Linked DNA regions of Mus musculus: regions 2, 3, 4 and 5 are each linked to region 1. A link is a contact called in public Hi-C and promoter capture Hi-C data. All regions are on one chromosome and are shown on one strand. Each heading gives the region's core, a stretch centred on a gene start, on an enhancer-like site or on the middle of the called end of the contact. The rest is flanking DNA. Distances are from core to core; before and after follow the strand shown. Region 1 holds the start of 4933431G14Rik (RIKEN cDNA 4933431G14 gene). Region 2 has its middle 27 kb from the start of Gm26628. Region 3 overlaps Polr1a (polymerase (RNA) I polypeptide A). Region 4 overlaps Polr1a (polymerase (RNA) I polypeptide A). Region 5 holds the start of Polr1a (polymerase (RNA) I polypeptide A).

Region 1 (2,700 bases), core at 47-2,546:
AAAGTTTTAGATATATAAGCATTGTCACTGTGTGTAATCTGTAGTGATCTACATTGTGGGAAAAGCAGCAAGCAGGTGTCTGTAAGACAGCTGGAGTAGAATCCCACCTTTGAATCAGCAAAAGCTATGGCTTCAGGTTAAAAAAGATGAACATTTATTTCTCCTCTGTCCAGTGGGATGGACATATAGATTTGACAGAGACAATTTTAGCCAGTGAGAAGCACCGTTAAGTCTATACTTAGAAGACAACCAAATAAAATTTAAACTCTTTTCCTTGTGACTATAATAACAATCAGTGCTCTACCATCTGTCAGAATTCCACTGATCAGTGTTAAAACTCTGAACTTTTGAAATCTTAGTATAACAAGAACAGAGAGGTAAAGAAATATGAAACTCCCATTTTTCATATACCTTAAATCATTCTCTTAAACCTTTACAACGAACGCCATAAGTCACTTTCTTAGATCCTCTGAACTTAAGCCTTCACGTTCTCAGACCTCTCTGCACCTTAGAACACTATCTTAGACCCTCAGAACTTACATAGACTTTAAACCGTTTATCCATCTAGTCATTTACTAGAGGCACAAATGGTTTTTGCTGAGAGCAGCCATTGCAAAGCAAGTGCTTTGAGTAAAAGAACAGTAAATAGCTACATCAGAAACCTGTTTGTCCTTTAATATGAAGCCTGTTGGCAAGGAAACCCCATCTACCTTTCTCAACTGGAGACTTAGTAGCTTTAGAAACAGCAAGGCCTAGTTTTTACATATGATGTGAACTATCTAGGCAGCTGCAGCCTTGCAGGGAGGAGCCCGTTGCCTGCTGCCGTTAAACTGACAGAGCTACAGTTAGCCTAGCCATCAATGCCAGCAGAGATCCGAGAAGGATACATTGTAGCAGAAAGTATCCAAATGGCTTATGTTCTGATTAAAATGACAGAGACTTACTCATTATCGAGATGATCACCCTAGGCTCTGTGGCTACGATGGCTTGGGGGGAGGTGGAGGTCTCAGGCCAGCATTGGTCTTCAGTCACCAGGCCCAGAAGATCTGAGAGAATTTTATGTGGAGGACAGGTGAGGAACTTTGTGGGGACTGACCTTACCCTGTGGTTCTTTCAATGGACTTGAGTTCTGTTCCCAACTGACCTTACTTTGACCAGGCAAGAGTACAGCAATCAACTCAACAGTGGCCGGGTTTGATGGCAGACGAGGCATGAGGCAGTTATGCCCAGTGGTTAAGGTTACCAGAATCCAGATGAAGGTGTCATGTTTAGAAGCCTTCATCTGGCTTCTACTACTAGGAGCTGGGGTCTCTGTCATGGTAAGCTCTTTTACATTAAACATTCTAAATTCCAAATTCAGCAGACCTTTAGAAAGTCTTAAGGACCAATATCTATTAAGTATATACAAAGTAATAAACTTTGCTTGCTTTTAGTTACTTGCTTTAGGCTTAACCTTGAAAAGTAAATAGCCAGGGGGTGCCGCCTTTAATCCCGGCACTCGGGAGACAGAGGCAGGCAGATTTCTGAGTTCCAGGACAGCCAGGGCTATACAGAGAAACCTGTCTCAAAAAACCAAAAAACCAAAAAACAAAAAAAAAAGTAAATAAAGCTTATTTCTATAATTAATGATATTAGCACTCAGCATGACTACAAGTGAGGTTCTGAACACATTATGGAATTTGATCATTTACTCTGTGACTGTTAACTTGCATGTCTTAACTATGGCTTAGCAGCTTTTATAAGACTAGGATTTTACAGCTTTATTTTTGTGAAGTTTGAATTAAAAAAAAACAATCATTTCTGAAGGAACTGAAGCTCTTTGGTATCAAAATAAAACTGTAACTCATAAACACAGTCCACATAGATACTGGGAACTTTGCTGAGCCTTTTACAGTGTACCACTATAGAATATTAGTTTCTTATATTACTCAGATTATCACAATAGCTAAAGCCTAACGAAGTTAGCCAAGACGAGGAAGGGAGACATACATTCCCAAGCCAGCCTCTTCCAGCCTGAGCCGGCCTTAGGTAAGGAGAGACATCCATCCAGTTCTTAGTCAGATTCTTCAGGTCGTTGTCTTGTTGCTCCAAAAGAGAGGAATACTTAAGGTTTTGGTGTTTAGCGTTTGGTGCTCATAGCTGTGGCCCTAATTTTTTAGCCTCTTATCTATTTTTTAAGGCCAGATATTAATAATATAAAACATTCTATAAATTTAAAGTATCCCATAGCCTTATACATTTAAATATTTTAAAAGCTGTTCTTTTAAAAATATCCACTTTTCTAATTTTAAAATATCTGTAAAACTCCAAAATTTTCTCTTAAAGAAGCTTTAAAATCTCTCAATTGTGTGCTCCTATAACAGTAAATAATAATAATAATAATAACAAAGTACCTTTTTTTATTTGAAGAGGGGGAAAAACCCAGAGCAAAACCATAATCTGAACAAGACAAAGCCGAGCTCCAACAGTACCGACAACTCAGTGCTCAGTACCTGGGATTCACTCACCGTCCTCTGGGATTCCCAGTGGGGCCTGGGTCACCTCTGTGGCCCTGTCCTCAGCATTATACCCAGCCTGCCTTCCAGGTGCCAGCTGGCTCCATTTCATAGCAGCTGCTGTTTCTGGGGGCTGTCATACGGCACCAGCCCTGCCACACAGTGCCAAGCCTCAGCTATTCTCCATGGCTACTTCATGCCTTTA
Region 2 (2,700 bases), core at 142-2,641, 130 kb before region 1:
AAGGCAGGGGAATCTGGAGTTTGAAACTGGCCTGATTACACAGTGAACTTCCTACCACTCCTAGCTTATGAAGTGGGGACATCACTTTATAAACAAGTGAAAATATAAATAAAAGGTCAGTGAGACGGCTCAGCAGGTCAAGGCACTTGCAGCCAAACCTGAGGACCCAAGTTCTATCCCCAGTTCCTACATGACAGAAAGAAAGAACTGACTCTTACAAGTTGTTCTACATTTAAGAAAACTATAAATAAATGAATAAACAAAAGGATTCAGGATCTAAGCAAGACACAGATGTCTATTCCCTGAGGGGAAGTCCCAGCAGGAGCGCTGAACTCCAACACTGAATTTTCTGGGACTCCATAAGTTGGCTAAAAGTAATTTCAAAAACCAGAAGGAACTCCACCCTAAACCACAGTGCCCAGCAGGGAAATGGGCCCCTCTGCCAGCCAAGGAGCTGGCGTGCATGGCTACCTCAAGTCTAAATATCACACCATGGTCAAAAGACTCATAAAACCACAGACAGCTTCTTCCAAGCACTCCTAGGAGAGATGTGTACTTTGAAAATGTTCTAATCCTTTGCTAAATACCAAATACTGGCCGTGTTCTCTGCTCCTGGCACAGCCCCTGCTTCCAGCCCGGATGGGAGGCTGAACCCGGAGAGGGAGGATGGCTCTGTGCACCTCAGCCCTAAGACAGAGTAGGCTCTCCAGCCTTCCCTCCCAAGACCCCAGCCTCACACCCTGTCAGTTTTCTCTCCTCAGAGCAGGAAAGTGAGGTGAGGTAATGTCTCTGGAACCCCACAGTGGCAAGAAGATGAAAAGAATCCGAGAAATGCTGTGTTTAATTTAAAGCAGACCCAGCCTGCCGCCAGGCTGCAATTTCACTCAGAATACCCAGTTTGTTTTTCTTGGACATTCCAGGAACCAACTGGCCACCCCATGTCAAAGCCCAGCAGGAATGCTCCGAGAACGCCTTGCTGTGGGGCACTCAGCTGCCTAGGCCTGGCAGATTGCACTCTCTTCCCTCAGGCCAGGAACTCCTACTGTGGGATGGAATCCTGGTCACTGTAGGAGCCATCTGTTGGCCATTCTTAGCCTGAGACCCCGTTACCCATGTACCTGGCTCTAAGGGTAGTGCTGGCAGTAACAACATGGTGTGTTTATCCTGTGTATTCTCATGAGCCTGGCGTTGTGCTGATCTCTCTATTCCCTGTTTGTCAGACCCTTCCAGCATCCTACGAAGGCAGGAAGGTTTATTACTTTCTACTGTGGCTGCAGTCAAGGCAAAGGGTGATTATGTAACTTGGCCCCGTCACCCAGCTAGGGTTTGAGCTCACAGAGCGCCAATCTAACCTTGGTTGTCCATCAGCAAGTCCCTTCCTTCCCATTGGTTGTCCATCAGCAAGTCCCTTCCTTCCCATGCCGGCACTGCATCAAGATCCTTGGCCCGAATCACTGCTTCTGTGGTATCAGGGTCCACAGTGGTGTCTGCGAAGGGAGTGGTTTGGGACATGGGCACATGGCTGCTGCTGAAAGATAGAGCTGTAGTCACAAGCTCTTCTTTCTAGCTGTTGAAACCCAAATCTGGGGTGGGGTTGGGGGGAGCTCCAGTCCCTGCTGGTTTGTTGCTTCAAGGGATCTGTTGAACTCCTGTCTCTAATCACTGAGTGGCTTAGAGAAATGACAGTGCCAGAGAGAGAGAGCAGGCCCTGGTCTGGGCCCTGCCTGGATCTTAGGCAGTCCCCATGCCCCTTGTTTCTACAGAGCCTTTTTTCTCTATAACAACATCTTTATCTTTGGGGAGAGAGGGAAGAGAGAACACACAAGGCTATCCTGGCTGGGGCCTCCTGTGACCCTGACAGTCTCTGGCTTTATTTTGTATCTGGATTTCTACAGGGAGACCTTGGCTCAAGCAAATGTAGGGGTGGGGGCTGAGGGAGCCAGGCAGGAGAGTGACTTCTGAAGAAGTTTCCAGAACTTAGAAGAGAAATGCATGGGCGGAGCGCTGTAGGGAGAAAGAGAACAGGGACTAGGTGAGGTGGCCCAGATCGATTTAGTCCAGAGGCTGGCTGGCACTGAGGGTAGCCACTCAGCAGGAGGCTGCCCCACAGGAACAGTTTCTGCCTTCTCGCTTTCCAAAACAAACAGGCAGGCAAGGTTGTCTGTCCTTGTGTGCTTCCTCTGTCAGGACTCAGAGCAACCAAAAGGCCATCTGTGTGCAGAGCTCTGCTTCTGGGCCACTTTCGCCGTAATGAGGAATGGACAGGAGCCCAGGATGACAAGACCCAGGGCAGTGGAGCCTGTCACCAGCAAACCTGGGTCTGGCTCCCCTACCTGAGTCAACAAGAGGAGCCCTGGGTTGGGAAAGGGCTAAGAAGGGGGAGCTCTTGGAGAAAGGCTGGCTCAGGGGACAATGAGTTTACTGAGGGAGGACTCAGCTCCCAAGAGATGTTTCCATGGCACCCACAAATGTCAATGGTCACATTGTGTGGGTGGCTTTGGGTCCAGCCTCTCCCCTGCGATAGAAAGACAGTGGGTAGGAGGGAGCCTTGCTCTCTGGCCCCTGGCAAAATTCCCTGGTACCATGCTGTGGGGTGGCAGGCATCGAATGGGAGCCTCCCCACTATCCTTCCTCCTCTGCAGACAAGGGTGAAGCTCTGTGTGTGTGTGTGTGTGTGTGTGTGTGTGTGTGTGTGTGTGT
Region 3 (2,700 bases), core at 14-2,513, 170 kb before region 1:
GTTCACCTTACAGGATGGCACCTAGGCAGTTTTCTTGGTCGATGTTTAGGCTCTTGCCATCAGTGCTATCCACTGACTTTGCACAGCCAGTGCTCCTTTCCCTCCAGCAGTGCAAAGCAACCCTCCCATCCCCGTTCTGTCCCTTCAACCCACTCGTTATGATAGCATAAACTCCTGCACCCAACTCACAAGTGAAAGCCAGACCTAACCAACAGCCGTGCTTGAAGCTCTTCTAGCCCAGGGCACAGACAGGAATGGTTCAGTGCACTGGTGACCTATGTGCCAAGGGTTGACAGAGCAAGCAAGGCCATGCTAGGAGGGAGGAGAGTTTGGGGGAGGGCTGCCTAATTGGCAGAGATCATCATTACAGGGATGGCCTGGATGCGACCTCATGCAGGGTCTGCTTTTATGCTTTTGGCTTCCACGGAAAGGAATCATCTCCTCCTCTTCCTGCTTGCATAGAGTCTTCAGAAGCCTCAGATTTCCAGCTACTGTAATGGGACTTCCAGATGTTTGCTCTTGCTCTTAAACAGTCAGTTGTTGCCTTCCCACTCAGATCTCTTAAGTCTGGCATTCTTGTGTAGAAACAAAACATTGTTGGGTTGAAAAGAAATTACTGTACTTGACGTGGATGCGTGCTTGCATGCATGCATACAGCTGTAGATCGGGTTCCTGGGATACTCACTGTCAGCCTCTCTTCTACTGCTGAACAGCCAAAATCTCTAGCCATTTCATCCCACATATATTTATTGGATGTAGCCAGCAGAGCTTCTGGCTAAAAAGCAGAAGTTTGAAACTTAAGCCTCGGCTTTCTTCTGTGTATCTCAGTTTTGAGCCCTAATTGTATCACTTACGAAAGAGAAGTTGTAGTGTTTAGGCCTCCATGAGCATTCATTAGTGTTAATATAGCTGTTCCAGAGTTTCTCTTACCTGTAGCTCTCAACTTTGGGTCAAAGCATCACCAAGTTTACTAGCCAGTGCAACATTAGGCCTGGGCCCTGTTGATCTTCTCTGTTTGACTTTGCAGGTGTAGAAGACATTTTGGTTAAGCCAAATGCAGATGTGGTGAGACAGCGTATCATTGAAGAATCTACCCAGTGTGGACCCCAGGTAAAGAGGAGGACTGGGAGGCTGTGGTCTGCTGTCCACCTTACAGAATAAAACCACGCCCTCCTTTGGCTAGAGCTTCCTGTTCCTTTCTTCGTTCTAGGCTGTCAAGGCTGCATTGAGCCTGCCAGAAACTGCATCATGTGATGAAATCCAAGGGAAATGGCAGGATGCCCATCTGAGCAAAGACCAGAGGGATTTTAACATGATTGATATGAAGTTCAAGGAGGAAGTGAACCATTACAGCAATGAGATTAACAAGGTTAGCCTGGCCATACAGTGCACAAATCCCCATCTTTTTGAATGCTGATTTCTGTTGGTTTGCTTTTAATTACATTTGATTCTCACCCTGAGCCTTTTAGATCAGCCCAACTAGGTGAAGTTTGAAGTTGGGTAGGTAGAATCCGTCTTTGTGAAGAGCTCACACAGAGTCTGGGAAGGCCTTGGTTTCATGCAAAAGAGGAACGCTTTGAGCAGCATTTCTAAATGTGTTTCCTTTGAAGTTGCTGCATTAAAGGGGCTGAAGAAAGAAGCCTGCCTGTAGAACCACTCCACTGTAGGTAGATGTACAGAATGAAAGGCAGAAGTCTCTGATGCTTGTGCAGCAGCACCAAGGGAATGCCTGGCCTCCTGTTGTACTTGGTCCTTGCTGTGTGACCTTAAGGAAGTCGTGTGCCTGGGCACTGAGTTGTTCTCACCGAGAAGCAGGCGTGTGAGGATGCTGAGCCCCTCCTCTGGCAGTCCTGGAGGAGATGGGACTCTGCATGGGTCAAGGTCACATGTGCTCTCCCTGTGCTCCAGAGCCTGGACTCCCCGTCTTGTGGTTTGGAGGAGCCACCAGCCAGGAGTCTGTCCTGAGCAAAGCAAGAACGAGGCTACTACTCAGCATCAGTCTGTCTGTGGATCCTCTCCCTGATGTTCAGTTGGTGGCCTAGAGAACAGCTCTCCTCAGTAGAAAGTTGTATTCAAGCCGGGCGTGGTGGTGCACGCCTTTAATCCCAGCACTCAGGAGGCAGAGGCAGGCGGATTTCTGAGTTCGAGGCCAGCCTGGTCTGCAGAGTGAGTTCCAGGACAGCCAGGGCTATACAGAGAAACCCTGTCTCGAAACCCCCCCCCCAAAAAGAAAGTTTTATTCAGAGGAGCCTTAGCACTGCCTGGGAAAGCAGGAGCCTTGCCCTCCAGAGCTGACAGCACATCTTAGAATAGATTCTTGTCCCGTGGCTCACTTCCTGCCCAGGCTCTGCCGCTCCTGTGCAGAGTTGGGTGTCTAGATCTCCAGACAAAGGCTGAAACAGATTCAGAACCCATGTCATTGTCCCCCAGGATCTCCCTGTGGGCTTCCTCACTTCTGCTGGCTTTTTGCTGAGGCAAGGCTCCCAACCCAGTGCTTGGTGTTGTGCTGGTGAGTGTGGACATTGGTAAAATGCTGGCTCTTTGGGGAAGCAAATGGTGCTTTCCTGTGCTGATTCATTAGTACCGTACCTTAGATTTTATTCTTTGTTTACATTTTTTTATTATCTTATTTTATATTCATTGATGTTTTGCCGACATGTTCTGTGTGAAAGTGTCAGATCCCCTGGAACTGGAGTTACA
Region 4 (2,700 bases), core at 149-2,648, 190 kb before region 1:
GCGCCCATCTCCTGTAAAAACTACAGGTGTGAGGTGTAGATGGAGGGAGAGGTCATAGGATTAAGAACAAGCTATGAGAATATTAATCAAATAAAGAGTACAATAAGAGAAGATGAAGTCCTCTCAGCGTACACAGTGTGGGAGCAGTTGGGAATTTGGGGTGAGGGGATCCCTTGCAGGTTTTGTGTCTACACTTGTTTCTTGTCTGTAGTTAATGGAGTTCTTTAGTCCTGAGAAGGAGGCAGATTTCAGAGCCTTTACACTGAGGAAATAGGCAGTAAGCAGGTAAGAGTAAATTGAAGAGTAAATCAGAAATGGCCTGCTGCTCTTGGAGTATAAAGATAAGTCAGAGGTGTATCGGGATGCTTCCTCACATGGCCTGATGACTGCTGTGGACTCAGGTGGGGACAGGCAAAGGGTGGTGGGACAGGAGCTCCACTGAGGGAGCGCGCCCAGCCGCAGTGTGCTAGGCACTTCTCGTGAAGCCAGTGAGAGTTCTTCAGGAGCGGTGAGGGTGAGTGCTCGGGGCTCAGTTCTTCATCTTCCAACTTGGGCCCGAATCCTCAGCAAGTTCAGAAGGCCACCGATCACCTCTCACCGCAGCTGGTCAGCTGGCTCCATCTCCTCTTGGGGTTTGCAGATGTTGTTTCTCTGCCTTCCTTGTGACGCTGGAGCTGAATCCTGCTGCTCCTTCAAGTCTCAGGCCAGCCCTCTTTCCCTAGGGTCAGAGTAACTATTTCAGCCTTAATTGGTCTTGAGCTCTTACTATATAGTGTGAAAGCCAGTGTAGACAAATGGATGTGCATCCAAAAATATTTACAAAACCAGGTAGCCAGGCTGCAGACCGTATTTTACTACTCCTGAAAAGCGTGTGTTCCCCAGCACACGTAGTGTACCCTCCCTCATCCTACCCTTGCTTCTTGCTCTCACCACATGGTGCATCCCTATGTATGCACCCATCTCTCTGTTTGAGTTCCCCATTCCTGTGCAAAGACAGAAAACACAAGGGGTCCTTCCATCAGGTCCTAGGACTCAGAATGTCACATTGTCAATAATGTTATGTACATAGAGGACGCTTTGACATAGGCATGCATGCACTTCTAAGGGCTGGGAGAGGTGAACGGGAAGGAAACTAAAGATGAACTTACAGGTTAGGTCGGGGGGAAGGGTTGGCAGAAAGGTTATTGTAGTTTCTCTGTGATGGGGGTAACCACTGCCCTTTCCCCTGAGGCTCAACAAGAAGGAAGTGTTCAGGATAACCTAGGCTTGTTTCTCTGCCTGGCTGCCTGAGCAGCCTCTGGCCCCACGCCTGCCCCTGCAAACTCTTAACCCGGGCACTGGGGCACACTAATTTTCACCACAGTATTTATTTAGTGACAAGAGAAAGGAAAGGCCTTGGGTTTGGGTTGGCAAGGGGAGATTTCTGTTTGGATTGGCAAGTGCCTGGCAGACTGGCCTACATCTCTTCCCAGCTGCAGTGAATTTGCTTACAATGGATTCACTAGTCTCAGATTCTAGGCCCAACCTGGGCTCTTGGGACTGAGCCACAGATCTGGGCAACTTTTCCCTTGAGACACTGAGGAAAGAAAACCTCAGGCTGTGTGACGCACAGAGCAGCCAGTGCCCTGGGCAGCTGCTCAGAGGACTCCTCAGAGTTCAGGTCTCCTTGGAAACATGCAGGACTCGCCTGTGGGGGCAGGAAGGTTGGAATTCCTCAGGCAGCCAAAATACAGACTGCTTATCTTAGGGCTGCTACCCTGCTCCAGCCAAGGGAACTTTGAGGAGAACTGACAAGGACTGTGGGGGGAGGGGGGCATGTCTTCACAGCCCAGCTGACAGGCTTACCCTGGTCAGCTTCCCAGTGTGCCCTCACAGGTGGGCCACAGAAGGCTTCAAGACCTGTTTCCTCCTGCTTCTTAACTCTGTGACACAGATGGGACTAGAAAGAGAGGTGATTACCTCTGGGTCCATATCCTCTGGGCCCCTTACCTTTATGCAGTTTTTGTTGTTTTTGGGTTTTTTTGGGTTTTTTTGTTTTTTTTAATATGTCCTTGTGGTGTGTAACGTCAGCTTTGAGGAAAAGCTGTTCTGTCAAAGGAGCCGACAGGCTGGGTTTAAAAGGGCAAAGTGGGATCAGTGTTTGTCTTAAAAGGGAAAATTTCTTGTAAAAGGGAAAATTTCTTGTGCTCTTTTTATTCTTTAAAATTTGTATCTTCTGGTTTTCGCCCATCAATGAGCATACGACTTATGCAGTTTTTTGTTTTGTTTTATTTTGCTTTCTTACTGCATTTCTTTATTTGGGAAGAAGTCAGGGATCCACATGCCAAGGCATGTGTGTGGAATTCAGAGACACTTGTCTCCTCCTTCCATCATGTGTTCTCTCCTTCTGTCACGTGGGTCCCAGCGATCAAAGTCAGGTGTCAGGCTTGGTAGAAAGTGCCTTTACCCACCGAGTCATCTCTGGCTGGCAGAGGCAGGAGGATCATAAGTTTGAGACCAACTTTGACAACACAACAAGACAGTATTTACTAAAATGTTTATGCAGAAGTAATATGTGTTTTAATATGAACAATACTAAGATCTGGGGCGGTTAAGATGTGTTACTCAGTGCCTCAACGCCTTTTCTTTTAAGTCCACACCCCAGAGGCCTAGCAGTGAGTACCCACACGCCTTTTCCTATGTGCAGCTGCCCTAGATGTA
Region 5 (2,700 bases), core at 9-2,508, 210 kb before region 1:
TGTTATATCTGATCCTTCAACCTTTGGGAGGGATTCAGTTCCAGCATAAAATCTGCATTAAAAACAAAACAACAAAAATCCCACTGTTAGCACTGCTCCCTGATGGCCTCAGCTCAGCTCCTACCGCTAGCTCTGCTGACTCAGCTCCACCCGCATGCACACATTCTGAGCCACATTTATAGAGGCATTTAGATGTAGTGTAAACTTGTAACCCAGTTTTATTTATTTTTTTGTATTGGTCCAAAGACATCGTATGAGCTAATTATCCACTCTACAACTGACTTAAAACCACCTCCTATTTCCACCAGGCCACTGCATGAAGGATGTACAAAGAAATTACATAAGTATTTGCAACACCACCAGATGGAAAGAATGGGGTCAGACGTTTTAAGGCTTTCTGCTTTTACTAAAGTCTTAGCTTATTCTTAGCTGAAGGTTCTCATAACGTTCAGTCCATACTGGTAATATTAGCCTGCCCTTTATTTGTGAAAGATCTGTTACTTTGCCCTTTCTTTTTTGCAGGGTTAAAATGAATAAGGGGGGGGGGTGATAAAGAAATTTGTGTAGGGGCTTGTAGCGGCACTCACGGAAATGTAAACTTCACGAGAACAGGGCCCTAGTTTAAAGGGTAATTTTGGCTATACATAGTATTGCAACCAACCAATAAAAATTTTCCGAAAGAATTCCCGAACTCGCAGATCTAAAGATCACTAAATACGACGCTACCTCGTGTTACCCTTGAGAGGGCCGGGCCTCGACCATACAAATGCCTTTGCATCTTACCTACTTTCACGACTCTCAGGGAAATGCAAGACCAAAATGACTCTGGGTCTTCTTACCTGCAACAGACCTTCGGTTCACACACACCCGTCCCCCGAGTGGTCTGCAGCAAGACAAGCCCGCTGCGAAAGGACAGGCGGCGAGCTGCAACCGCCGCCGCCGCCATCTTTGGACTCTTCGCGGAGCACGTCGGGAACGACCTCCGCCTCCAGGGTCGAGGGGCGGGGCTGGCGTGGAACGTCTCATCTCCAAACGGGTGGTCACAAGGTCCTGTTTGGCTAGACTAGCAGCGGAACGCTCAGTACACATCGTTCACCTCGAATAAACTTACTTGAAATGCTGTTCTAAAGTCTCCTGTGTAATTTTGCTTTTAAACTGAAGGAGGGTTTTGAGACAGTTTTCTTCCACTCCTTACCCACCCCGAAAGCAAAAATGAACTCGTCCAAGCCAATTTGCCAAGCCGCGGTTCTCGCACGCAAGCGCAGTGGAAAAACACATGGTGGCTCTGCGCTACAAGACTCAAGTGGCGTTCTCTGCGGCTGACTGGAACTTCTCTCGTAGTGACGGACCTCAAAACTGACTCGGAAGATGCTGGCCTCCAAGCACACACCATGGAGGCGGCTTCAGGGCATTTCCTTCGGAATGTATTCGGCCGAAGAGCTCAAGTAAGGAGTTAGTGGGATGCGTGTAGAACAGGGTTGTGGAAGTTGGAGCTGGGAACTACGATTCCCAGAAGGCTTTGAGCCGAGCCAGTCCGGGGGCGGCGGGGTCGGGGTGGGGGGTGGGGGGCTGGCTGCCTAGTGCTTGCTTGCTGGTAATGGGAAGGAATGCGCTTGCTGCATTTTCATCTGTTCATCTTCCTCATTAATCAACTAGTTTTATGTCATTTATAATCACATTACATCACACGCTTATCAACTTCCTAATTAGTCTCCTCTGGTCCAAGCGATGATGAACTTTTAAATCTTGGATCAAGACCCTGGCTATGAAGTCCTGGGGACTCTTCTCTAATGCTTTTTGATCACGATAGCATACACGCTTCTTAGACTCCCATTAATAACTCAACATGCATTAAAAACTCCCAGCATTGCCGGGCAGTGGTGGCGCACGCCTTTAATCCCAGCACTTGGGAGGCAGAGGCAGGCGAATTTCTGAGTTCGAGGCCAGCCTGGTCTACAGAGTGAGTTCCAGGACAGCCAGGACTACACAGAGAAACCCTGTCTTGAAAAAACAAACAAAACAAAACAAACCCTCCCAGCATTCAGGAGACAGAGGCAGGAGGATCTCTGTGGGTTCGAGGCCAATCTGGTCTTACAGAGTCAGTTCCAGAGCTTCGTGGACACAGAAAACCCGTCTCGAAAAATAAAAAAACAAACAAACAAAAAGGTAGACCACACTGGTAACATCAGCACTACCCCCTCTAGGACACATCTTGCCATTGCAATCTCCATATGTAATCAGTCAGTCTTCATTTCCCTGCCCCTGCCGCATGGTAACCACCTGTCTACTTTCTATTTCAGTTATTCTGACTGTTCAGGCCCCTATTCAAGTAAAAGGAGTCAGTCAGCCCCGACTTCTTGTAACTGGCCAATGCATTTAGCATACTGTCCTCAAAATTATAGATAAATAGATCAGAACTTCCTTCCTTTTTAGGGTTAAGTAAATAGAACATGATATAGATAGATAGATAGATAGATAGATAGATAAATAGATCAGAACTTCCTTCCTTTTTAGGGTTAAGTAAATAGAACATGATATAGATAGATAGATAGATAGATAGATAGATAGATGTGTGTGTGTGTGCGCGCGCGCGTACATGCCGATTCATCAGCTCATCTGCTGATGGACATTTGGGCTATTTCCAATTTTTGGCAATTGTGAATGAGGCTTCTATTAAAGTGTGTACACACCCAGACTCAG

What was found. Promoter capture Hi-C pulls out the DNA fragments that hold promoters and counts their contacts. Hi-C and Micro-C count contacts between places; a contact is called where the count stands out from the background.
Region 2: a Hi-C map of bone marrow-derived macrophages shows a contact between it and region 1, with 37 read pairs. The contact joins the enhancer-like site here to the promoter of 4933431G14Rik in region 1. A contact is called at or near these places in 5 of 484 Hi-C or Micro-C datasets (bone marrow-derived macrophages, cerebral cortex and liver), 4 of 115 datasets of contacts at active chromatin or transcription factors (CD8 T cells, the NIH/3T3 cell line, hepatocytes and 1 more) and 2 of 9 other capture datasets (adipose tissue and bone marrow-derived macrophages).
Region 3: a contact with region 1 is called in a Hi-C map of bone marrow-derived macrophages, with 30 read pairs. The contact joins the enhancer-like site here to the promoter of 4933431G14Rik in region 1. A contact is called at or near these places in 1 of 39 promoter capture datasets (the C10 cell line), 5 of 484 Hi-C or Micro-C datasets (bone marrow-derived macrophages, cerebral cortex, liver and 1 more), 3 of 115 datasets of contacts at active chromatin or transcription factors (fetal liver, microglia and trophoblast stem cells) and 3 of 9 other capture datasets (adipose tissue, liver and pancreatic islet).
Region 4: a contact with region 1 is called in a Hi-C map of liver, with 2.7 times the contacts expected there. The contact joins the enhancer-like site here to the promoter of 4933431G14Rik in region 1. A contact is called at or near these places in 1 of 15 datasets of contacts at CTCF or cohesin (the NIH/3T3 cell line), 6 of 484 Hi-C or Micro-C datasets (bone marrow-derived macrophages, embryonic fibroblasts and liver), 7 of 115 datasets of contacts at active chromatin or transcription factors (embryonic stem cells, extraembryonic endoderm stem cells, fetal liver and 4 more) and 3 of 9 other capture datasets (adipose tissue, liver and pancreatic islet).
Region 5: a contact with region 1 is called in a promoter capture Hi-C map of liver, with 6 times the contacts expected there. The contact joins the promoter of Polr1a here to the promoter of 4933431G14Rik in region 1. A contact is called at or near these places in 20 of 39 promoter capture datasets (the 3T3-L1 cell line, 3T3-L1-derived adipocytes, the C10 cell line and 16 more), 2 of 15 datasets of contacts at CTCF or cohesin (CD8 T cells and the NIH/3T3 cell line), 4 of 484 Hi-C or Micro-C datasets (bone marrow-derived macrophages, embryonic fibroblasts and liver), 15 of 115 datasets of contacts at active chromatin or transcription factors (the 230-238 cell line, bone marrow-derived macrophages, cardiomyocytes and 11 more) and 3 of 9 other capture datasets (adipose tissue, liver and pancreatic islet).

What each region holds. Positions count from the first base shown.
Region 1 is chr6:72,121,901-72,124,600 of GRCm38.p6, forward strand. 4933431G14Rik (RIKEN cDNA 4933431G14 gene) reads right to left here and starts at 1,297. Exons shown (of 3, transcript NR_045165.1): 1 at 1,145-1,297; 2 at 945-1,046. The region is part of intron 1 of St3gal5 (ST3 beta-galactoside alpha-2,3-sialyltransferase 5); the gene reads left to right.
Region 2 is chr6:71,989,275-71,991,974 of GRCm38.p6, forward strand. No RefSeq gene overlaps it. Among named protein-coding and RNA genes, the nearest start is that of Gm26628, 27 kb to the left of the region's middle. RefSeq lists an enhancer at 59-2,700. Within about 2 kb of position 1,392, at least 180 of the 459 cell types and tissues checked have an H3K27ac peak or open chromatin away from gene starts, as enhancers often do. A contact at or near this core is called in the NIH/3T3 cell line, adipose tissue, bone marrow-derived macrophages and 3 more, where this site is marked.
Region 3 is chr6:71,949,553-71,952,252 of GRCm38.p6, forward strand. It overlaps Polr1a (polymerase (RNA) I polypeptide A), which reads left to right. Exons shown (of 34, transcript NM_009088.3): 17 at 1,028-1,110; 18 at 1,211-1,369. Among named protein-coding and RNA genes, the nearest start is that of Gm26628, 13 kb to the right of the region's middle. Within about 2 kb of position 1,264, at least 43 of the 459 cell types and tissues checked have an H3K27ac peak or open chromatin away from gene starts, as enhancers often do. A contact at or near this core is called in adipose tissue, bone marrow-derived macrophages, liver and 1 more, where this site is marked.
Region 4 is chr6:71,932,708-71,935,407 of GRCm38.p6, forward strand. All of the region lies in intron 12 of Polr1a (polymerase (RNA) I polypeptide A), which reads left to right. Among named protein-coding and RNA genes, the nearest start is that of Polr1a, 25 kb to the left of the region's middle. Within about 2 kb of position 1,399, at least 131 of the 459 cell types and tissues checked have an H3K27ac peak or open chromatin away from gene starts, as enhancers often do. A contact at or near this core is called in the NIH/3T3 cell line, adipose tissue, extraembryonic endoderm stem cells and 2 more, where this site is marked.
Region 5 is chr6:71,907,795-71,910,494 of GRCm38.p6, forward strand. Polr1a (polymerase (RNA) I polypeptide A) reads left to right here and starts at 1,259. Exons shown (of 34, transcript NM_009088.3): 1 at 1,259-1,445. The coding sequence starts at 1,369. It overlaps Ptcd3 (pentatricopeptide repeat domain 3), which reads right to left and starts at 968. Exons shown (of 24, transcript NM_027275.3): 1 at 840-968; 2 at 1-52. The coding sequence starts at 946.